2 separate regions of the Mus musculus genome follow, and region 1 is linked to region 2. Evidence: chromatin contacts called from public ChIA-PET data. All regions are on one chromosome and are shown on one strand. Each heading gives the region's core, a stretch centred on a gene start, on an enhancer-like site or on the middle of the called end of the contact. The rest is flanking DNA. Distances are from core to core; before and after follow the strand shown.

Evidence for each region. ChIA-PET counts read pairs in DNA pulled down with a chosen protein or histone mark.
Region 1: a contact with region 2 is called in an RNA polymerase II ChIA-PET map of effector CD8 T cells, with 9 read pairs. The contact joins two enhancer-like sites. A contact is called at or near these places in 1 of 15 datasets of contacts at CTCF or cohesin (the NIH/3T3 cell line) and 2 of 115 datasets of contacts at active chromatin or transcription factors (CD8 T cells and effector CD8 T cells).

Annotation. Positions count from the first base shown.
Region 1 is chr10:28,814,101-28,818,055 of GRCm38.p6, forward strand. All of the region lies in intron 4 of Themis (thymocyte selection associated), which reads left to right. Among named protein-coding and RNA genes, the nearest start is that of Themis, 150 kb to the left of the region's middle. Within about 2 kb of position 2,256, at least 13 of the 459 cell types and tissues checked have an H3K27ac peak or open chromatin away from gene starts, as enhancers often do. A contact at or near this core is called in CD8 T cells and effector CD8 T cells, where this site is marked.
Region 2 is chr10:28,514,466-28,518,288 of GRCm38.p6, forward strand. All of the region lies in intron 13 of Ptprk (protein tyrosine phosphatase, receptor type, K), which reads left to right. Among named protein-coding and RNA genes, the nearest start is that of Themis, 150 kb to the right of the region's middle. Within about 2 kb of position 1,841, at least 54 of the 459 cell types and tissues checked have an H3K27ac peak or open chromatin away from gene starts, as enhancers often do. A contact at or near this core is called in CD8 T cells and effector CD8 T cells, where this site is marked.

The DNA.
Region 1 (3,955 bases), core at 1,006-3,505, 300 kb after region 2:
ACATCTGTACATGATATCACATGCATGTGTGTACACACACACACACACTGAGTTATTTGCAGTAACCCTGTGGAAGGAGGAGAGAGAATAGAGGTAAAGGCTGTGAATACATGGATTCTTATTTATTTATTTATTTATTTATTTATTTATTTATTTATTTATTATAAGTACACTGTAGCAGTCATCAGATACTCCAGAAGAGGGCATCAGATTTCATTACAGATGGTTGTAAGCCATCCACCATGTGGTTGCTGGGATTTGAACTCAGGACCTTTGGAAGAACAGTCGGCACTCTTAACAGCTGAGCCATCTTACCAGCCCAAATTCTTTTAATTGCAAAAAAAAAAGCAAAAAAAGAATGGAAAAAAAATCCATAGTGTGACTTTAAAGAAGTTTGTTTTTGTCTCAGGTGATGCTTAAGAATATTGGAAACAATTAGTTTCAGAGTTTCAGCATCTTATGTGAGGCTAGTGACTGCTATGAAATTTAAAGGTATTTTCTAATGTTCTTCATTTAATGGAGCAGAGAAAAACCTTCTTGCAGCTGTGCAATAAGCATGACCACAGTAGAGGGTAATGTCTGAGTAGATGGCCTGTAGGCTGGTGATGGCCTGTAGGCTGGTGATGGCCTGTAGGCTGGTGATGGCCTGTAGGCTGGTGATGGCCTGTAGGCTGGTGATGGCCTGTAGGCTGGTGATGGCCTGTAGGCTGGTGATGGCCTGTAGGCTGGTGATGGCCTGTAGGCTGGTGATGGCCTGTAGGCTGGTGATGGCCTGTAGGCTGGTGAGCATGTTGGGCACCACTGTGCCTCTCCTTCACTTGTGCAGCTCGATATTCTCTATGATGTTTGTCAGGGAATACAAAGAAGGCATTAAAGTATAGCATTTCAGACATAACTGAACAAAGGACAGACCCTTGTTTTGGCATTAATTTTTGTTTATTCATAATAAATACAACTATGAGAGTTTAAAACAACCTCCTTCTCTGTTTAATGTACAGAAAGCAAAGGGCCACTAGCTCAAACCATTTGGCCAATTCTGTGGGATCCTTAAAAATACATGTTCTATTTACATATATTTTACATGTTTTGTTCCTTACTAAAATCTTCATTTGATGTATTACCTTAAAAAATAAAATAGCTACCAAAAGTAGTAGTATAATTTTTACTTTCTGGTTGAGGTAGAGCTCAACCAGAAGTTAGAAAGCAACTTGGCCACAGATCTTTGCAAAGCAAATGTGAATTCACGTTATTTGCTGACAGTGCGTCTGAAACCCAGAATATTTACATTTCAAAAAGAGCACAGCCTCATTCTATTTCAAATTGGAAGATTCCTTAGGGTTGATCACCTGTTAAGCAAAAATGCTGGGCGATACTCCCTGGGAGCTAAGGCTCGGGCTGCCAAAATGGTAAACCTCCCAGTAGAAAGCAATAGGAAGAAAACTTTAGCATTCTTTATCAGGTAATTTCAGGCACAATGAGTAACTGGAACTTCTGTTTGAAAACACTTTAATGTTTTTGGACCTGTTAGGTTCCTGATCTGAATAATCACACAAATATATAAGAAATTCAGCTAATTGTGTCTTTTTAAAAAAAAATTAACTTGAATTTTAAAATCTAATTAATACTCTTTGATGGCTTCATTCTCATTCTGCCTTTGTTTTTTCATAAAAGAAAATCTCCTAGTTTTTTCAGGAAGAAAATACATATTCGAAAAGGAGGCATTGATTAGTATCTCAAGCCTATTGTTTTCTTTGCAAAATATGATTCTCTTTATGTAAGCCAAAAGGCCCTTTAGACTACCAGACTGGTGATGAAGCAAAAATATTTGCACTTTGAAGTCAGGGGAAACAGCTTGCTGGGTTGACAGAGGCAAGGGGGAGGGAGGTGTACCTGGAGTCTCTAACAAATCAGGAAACACAGCAAGACATTTAAGTAAATTAGATGGGATGGGAGATGAAGCCCTAGAATACAAATAGTTAGTTAACATTTGTTTCACTCTGAAAATAAACTTTTTCCATTGAATGAAAAAAAAAAGTGTAATCGGTGTAGATGGTAACATCATTAAATAACTACTCCGTGGGGCAAAATGACATGTGACTTTGTCTCTATGTGTTGTTTGCTAGACACGGGTTCTAAGAATGGGAAATATATTCATGAACATTTGGGGAAAACTCTTTTTGGCAGTTTGGATAGGTTTGGCCCACATAGTTTCATGTGTTTGACTATGTGGCCCACAGGAAGTGACACTAATAGATGTGGCTTTGCTGGAGGGAATGTGTCACTGTGCAGCTCCAGCTCTGCCCAGTGTATCGAATCAGTCTCCTGTGGATCAAGACGTTGAACTCTCAGCTCCTCTAGCACCAAGACTGCCTACACAATGCCATTCTTCCCACATGCTGATAATGCACTAACCCACTGAAATGGTAAACCTGCCCCAGCTAGGTTTCCTTTATAAAAGTTGCCTTGTTTAATGGTATCGTTTCACAGCAATAAAAAACCCTAAATAAAACAGTCTGTCTTAAATTATCTTAGTTATGTTGTGATTGCAGTGACAAAAAGCTTTGGCCAAGACAACTCATAGAAGAAACCATTTAATTGGATTGATAGCTTCAGAAGGTTAAAAGCCATGATGGTGGAACAAAGCCATGGTAGCAGCAACAGCTGAGAGCCCATTGTATTGTTCTTCAAACAGGAGGCAGAAAGAGACACAGAAGGAATGACAGGGGTCTTTTGAAACAACAAATTCCACACCCAGTTACACACCTCCTCCAATAAGTCCACACCCTTGATTTATTCTCAAACAGTTGGAATGACTGGGGGCCAAATACACTGAGCCAATGGGACATTCTCATTCAAACTTCCACATCAGCCATCAGCAAGTTCCAGTTATTGTACTGGACCTGTTGAATATATTTTATACACTTACTTACCTGAAAAGAGGAAATAAATTGCTTAGAATTTGAGATAAAATAGAAAAGATATATACTCTACGTTCAATAACAAGCTATTTTTAGCAGATTATTAAAATGAATGTTTTAAAACAAAGATTTTGTTACTTAATAATGCATGATTCATCTTGTATCTATAGAACACTCTTAGTTACTATATGAAACAAACAAGTAAAAAGATACATGAAGTGCATAAAATTGCCGTGAAAATTTCTTGTGGGCATTATAAGTAATAAGCAGATATTAAAAAAGATAATGATGAAATATAATGAACCTATTGAATAACTGAAAATGTGTTGTAATTCCCATTTCAAGATGTCATAGAAAAAGAATTTTTAGTTGATTTTATGTCTGTCCTAAGAATGGGAAATATATTTATGAACATTTGGGAAAACTCCTTATCGTGGTTTTGGATAGGTTTGGCCCACATAGACTCATGTGCTTGAATACTTAGTCCACAGGGAATGGCACTTAATTTATTGGTTATCAGGCCTGAGGATCTGACTTTGGAAAGCTTTATTTTAAATATATGTGCCTCTGCACTGCCTTTAGCCAACTGATACAGCTTAACTCTGGATTGGGCAGCTATGAGCATTTATTTTAAAACATTGGTAGGTTTCTCTGCAATTGCATTTGGATTGATAACACAGCATTCAAATACACATGATGCTTTTCCATTCCCTTTGCATAACTTGAGAAGTACTGCCTTACATTTGGAAGTACAGAATTACAAATTTCTCTTCATTGTTTAGAAATTATTTTCAAGTTAAATAACATGCAATCACTTGTCACAATTGTGGGCAAACCTCAAAACTGGTCTATGAAATCAGCAACTCTATTCGTTTTCATACTTGACAACCCAGCCCAATTTGAACCTTTATTACGTTCTCGTTCTTTCCTTTAAAAAGAAAAACTCATGGCATGATTAAAACTTTGTTGTATAATAAGGAGGTATAAGTAAGTTGGAATTCCTATGCCTAACATAGCTTTATATGTGAATTTAGTCT
Region 2 (3,823 bases), core at 591-3,090:
CCCATCAGCCACAGATATTTTTATCTATTTTAAATAGAGACTGTCTGTTTGGGCTCTGGGTTTGTAAAACCAAGTCACTAATTTACTATTATGTAATAGATAGAAAATTGTGTGGCTATACACACACACACACAACACACACACACTTTGCATTCTTGGCTGAACTCCACAGAAAAAGGAATTCCTGGAATCAGTACTAAATAATCACATTATCACATTATATGTGTCTATTTTAAAATAGTTATACTATTTTAATCCTCTAAACTCCTCTAAAAAGAACTGCACAACTATACATTTGAGTATTGTCATGATACCTTTCAAGATCTGGCTATTTTTCAAGTTGTTGTTGCTGCTGTTGTTCTTGTATGTGCTAGATATGGATGTGTGTATATGGACACACATGATATGTCATGTGTATACAAATAAGAGGACAGCTTTGTTTGGTCACTTCTTTTCTACTACCTTTGCTTGGGTCCTGAGGATCAAGTTCAGATCATCAGTTGGTATTACAAGTTGACGCTCACCTCAGAGGACCGGCTTGCTTAATCTCCATTCCAGAGAATAGCTGCTCATAATGAAGGGTGTCTGAAAGTGGCCAAAATGAATGTTTCTGAAGCTATGGGAAGGATGAAAGAATAAGAGATAGCAGCTTCAGAATGTCCCATGATATGTATATCCATTCAGTTGTCATGAGAAGCAACCTAAATGACTTTGTGATTACATCTTTTCCTCTCCCAAAGAGAATCTTCTAGTGATAGAGAGAGAATTAAATCTGGAAATCAAATGAACAGTCCTGTTTAGAGAGACCAGGAAGAAAAATCTGATGAATGCCCAATAAAAGGGAGGAGTATACAGAGCCAATACAGAAAAGGAGATGCACCTCACCGCACAATTACGATAATGAATTAGGGAAGTCAGACAGACAAGTCAAGTTGTTAGCACCTTAACACACCAGATTGATTGGCTCTTCTTTTCTGGCCTCCTTTATAATTTTTTAATCTATTTTTTCCTCTTATTCATTCAGTTCTACATTTATTTCAGAATTCTCTTTTGTGTGGTATTTGTGATATTATTGAGTGTAGCTATCCTCAGGACAACAAACACAAATGTGATGTGTATTATCTCCTTCAGACACTCACATCCTTAGTACCGTCCCAGATTCTGTCAGTCTTGCCACTTTCTTTGGGTGAAGGTTATTATCTCATTTGTACATGGTTAGTAATTACGATTTAACTAGTATTCGGTTACTATTAGACCTATAAAAATTGCTATCCTCTTTCTGTACTCCTCTGCTGTTAGTAACGACAAACCATTTGGTCAGCTCTAAGACCAAGTATCTGTCTAAAGTCCTTACTCAGAGGCTGAGGAACAGCTAAATCAGTCAGTGCATGCCACGCAAAGATACGCATGAGGACCTGAACAACTCACAGAGAAGTGGGTGGCAGGCTCCGGTAATCCCAACACTGAGGAGGCAGAAGCAAGAGAAACCCTGGGGTTTCCTGGCTTAGGCCAATGAGAAGCTCTGACCTTTCCCCAAAAGAAAAGATGCACAGGGCCTGAGAACACACACAGTTGTGTATCATCTGGTCAACACACACACACACACACACACACACATATACACGCCATGCATATATCACACATACACCCACATATATAGAGATATATAGATATAACCCTGGCAGAAAGCACAGAGGGATTCAAGTAATGTTTTGCTAAAGGGTCAGTTATTCTAAATAGTCTTAGTGGGCTGTGTGCTTTGAATCCCTTATGCAGTGGAAGATGACTCCTCAGTTTTCCTTGACATGCACAAACACTTTCAGCATGTCTGCGCTTGTTTTACTTCCTCATGCTTGTGGGCTTCCTCCCCACCAACCACACTGCTACGAAAGTCCTGCGTTACCTTAGATACCGCCGTCACATTGCAGTTTCCACTTTGATTTAAACATTTCACTTAGCTAACCTATGAGTATTTAGTAAGATCATCTACTTCATATAATCCAATTCACATTTCAGTCATCAAACCCTGTACCCACACTTGGGATCACCTAATCTGCTTAATTGAAATTAAAAATGAAACAAAAGCTGCCATTTAAGAATTATGTGACTTCAGTGGTTTTCTTTTTTCCTTCTGATGACCATTTGGCTATCTTATGGGAAATACCAATTCCATGACCTTGAACCTTGTTTTTAAATTTACTTTACAGTCCTCTGGCTACTTACTACATTTCACTATCTGAATGAATGAGTGAATGAATGAATGAATGAATGAATACAACTTGTTTGTTAAATGTGCAGCTGTATCTCACCAGTGAAGATTTGACTGATTCTTTTACTAAAGGGAAGCCTCAGTAAACACTTCCATGACTGAAGTCCTGCAGATCAGAACTGGGTTATCAGTTTGAAAGCAGAGCATTCAATCACCTCTGAAATCCCAAGGGGAAAGTTGCTCCTGCGCTGTTTGGACCTCTTCCCCTCTAATAAAGTGCATTTTCACACTAGAACCTCTGTAATCATGTATATGGATTTTTCTGTGATATTTTTATTGGAACAGCCCTTCAAATAACCTAATAATTTAACTCTGAAGGTGATTCAGATGGGTATTAATGAGGTGCAGCTTTTCCTAGAAAGTTAGTTGATGCTCAAGTCCTTTGTGGAAGGGAAAATTTCTCTTTCTGAGAAGATGGGCATCATCTAAGGATTTCACACACTCCTGCACACTTACTGCATCTTGGTCCGACACAGTTTTGTGTTAGTTAGATGTTGACATTACAAATCTGACCTTCAACAATTGCTACCACTTCCCCTGATTTTATGCTACAGTATGGTCAGATGTATTCAACAGTAGCCAGTATCCAACTGAAAGGCTACACCCCAAACTCCAAGTGCGACCCTCCTGTTCCCAAATCAGTAGGACTTGTCCACTTTGCTTCCTGGGGAGTGCGGGCAACTGGAAATGCCGTAGAAAAACTTGAGATAAGTTCTTTTCCTGGCTAGTCCTCTATCTTTTGCCTCCTCTACAGCGTCTTCACATCATCTTCACATAGCTGCTTTCTGCCCTAGAAGCTCCCATCGAATAAACTGATTTTGGGGTGGACCTGTGTGTCCAAATTGAGTTTTGAAAAATACTTATCCTCTAAAGTTCCAATAAATGTTGCCCTCAGCCTTCTTGGTCTGCACAAGGCTGGTGCTCCCTCAGTAACTAGATGTAAATGTATGCAAAATTACTGGGGTGGGGGGTGCTCTGAGTTGGATGCAGTACACACCCAGGCACCAAATTCTCAGCACAGAAAAAGATTTCCTACCCTGGAGGAGCAATCAGGGGAGACAGGGAGAGGCTGCAAAGACAGACAGCAAGTAGCAGCAGCAGCAGCAGCACCATCAATAACATTATCTATCAGTAAGCAGGCAGCATGTGTATTTTGCAGGAGTAGGTTTTTAAGTAGAAAAAGTCTTAGCTATGGTGAATTGGTAATCTCTGATTGGACATATTAGCCAAATAGTGAGTTTTGGTTTTTGGATCTTGGTATTTAGTCTCAGCAATGAGTCCATAGGTGAATAAGGGAATGGGCCTTGGGGGATTGTTTTAGGAATGTCATCTAATGGTTTAGCCCAAAATCAGTTTAGCTTCTGGGACCAAAAGCAGTTATGTGAAGATGCTGGAAAGTAGAGGAGGCAAAAGATAAGAGAACTAGCCAGGAAAAGAACTTATCTCAAGTGTTTCTACGGCATTTCCAGTTGCCCCCACTCTCCCTCGTAGTTAAATGAACTGTATTCGGTATTTCCTTAACTTTTCTGTATTTTCTTAAAATGGAAAGACCAT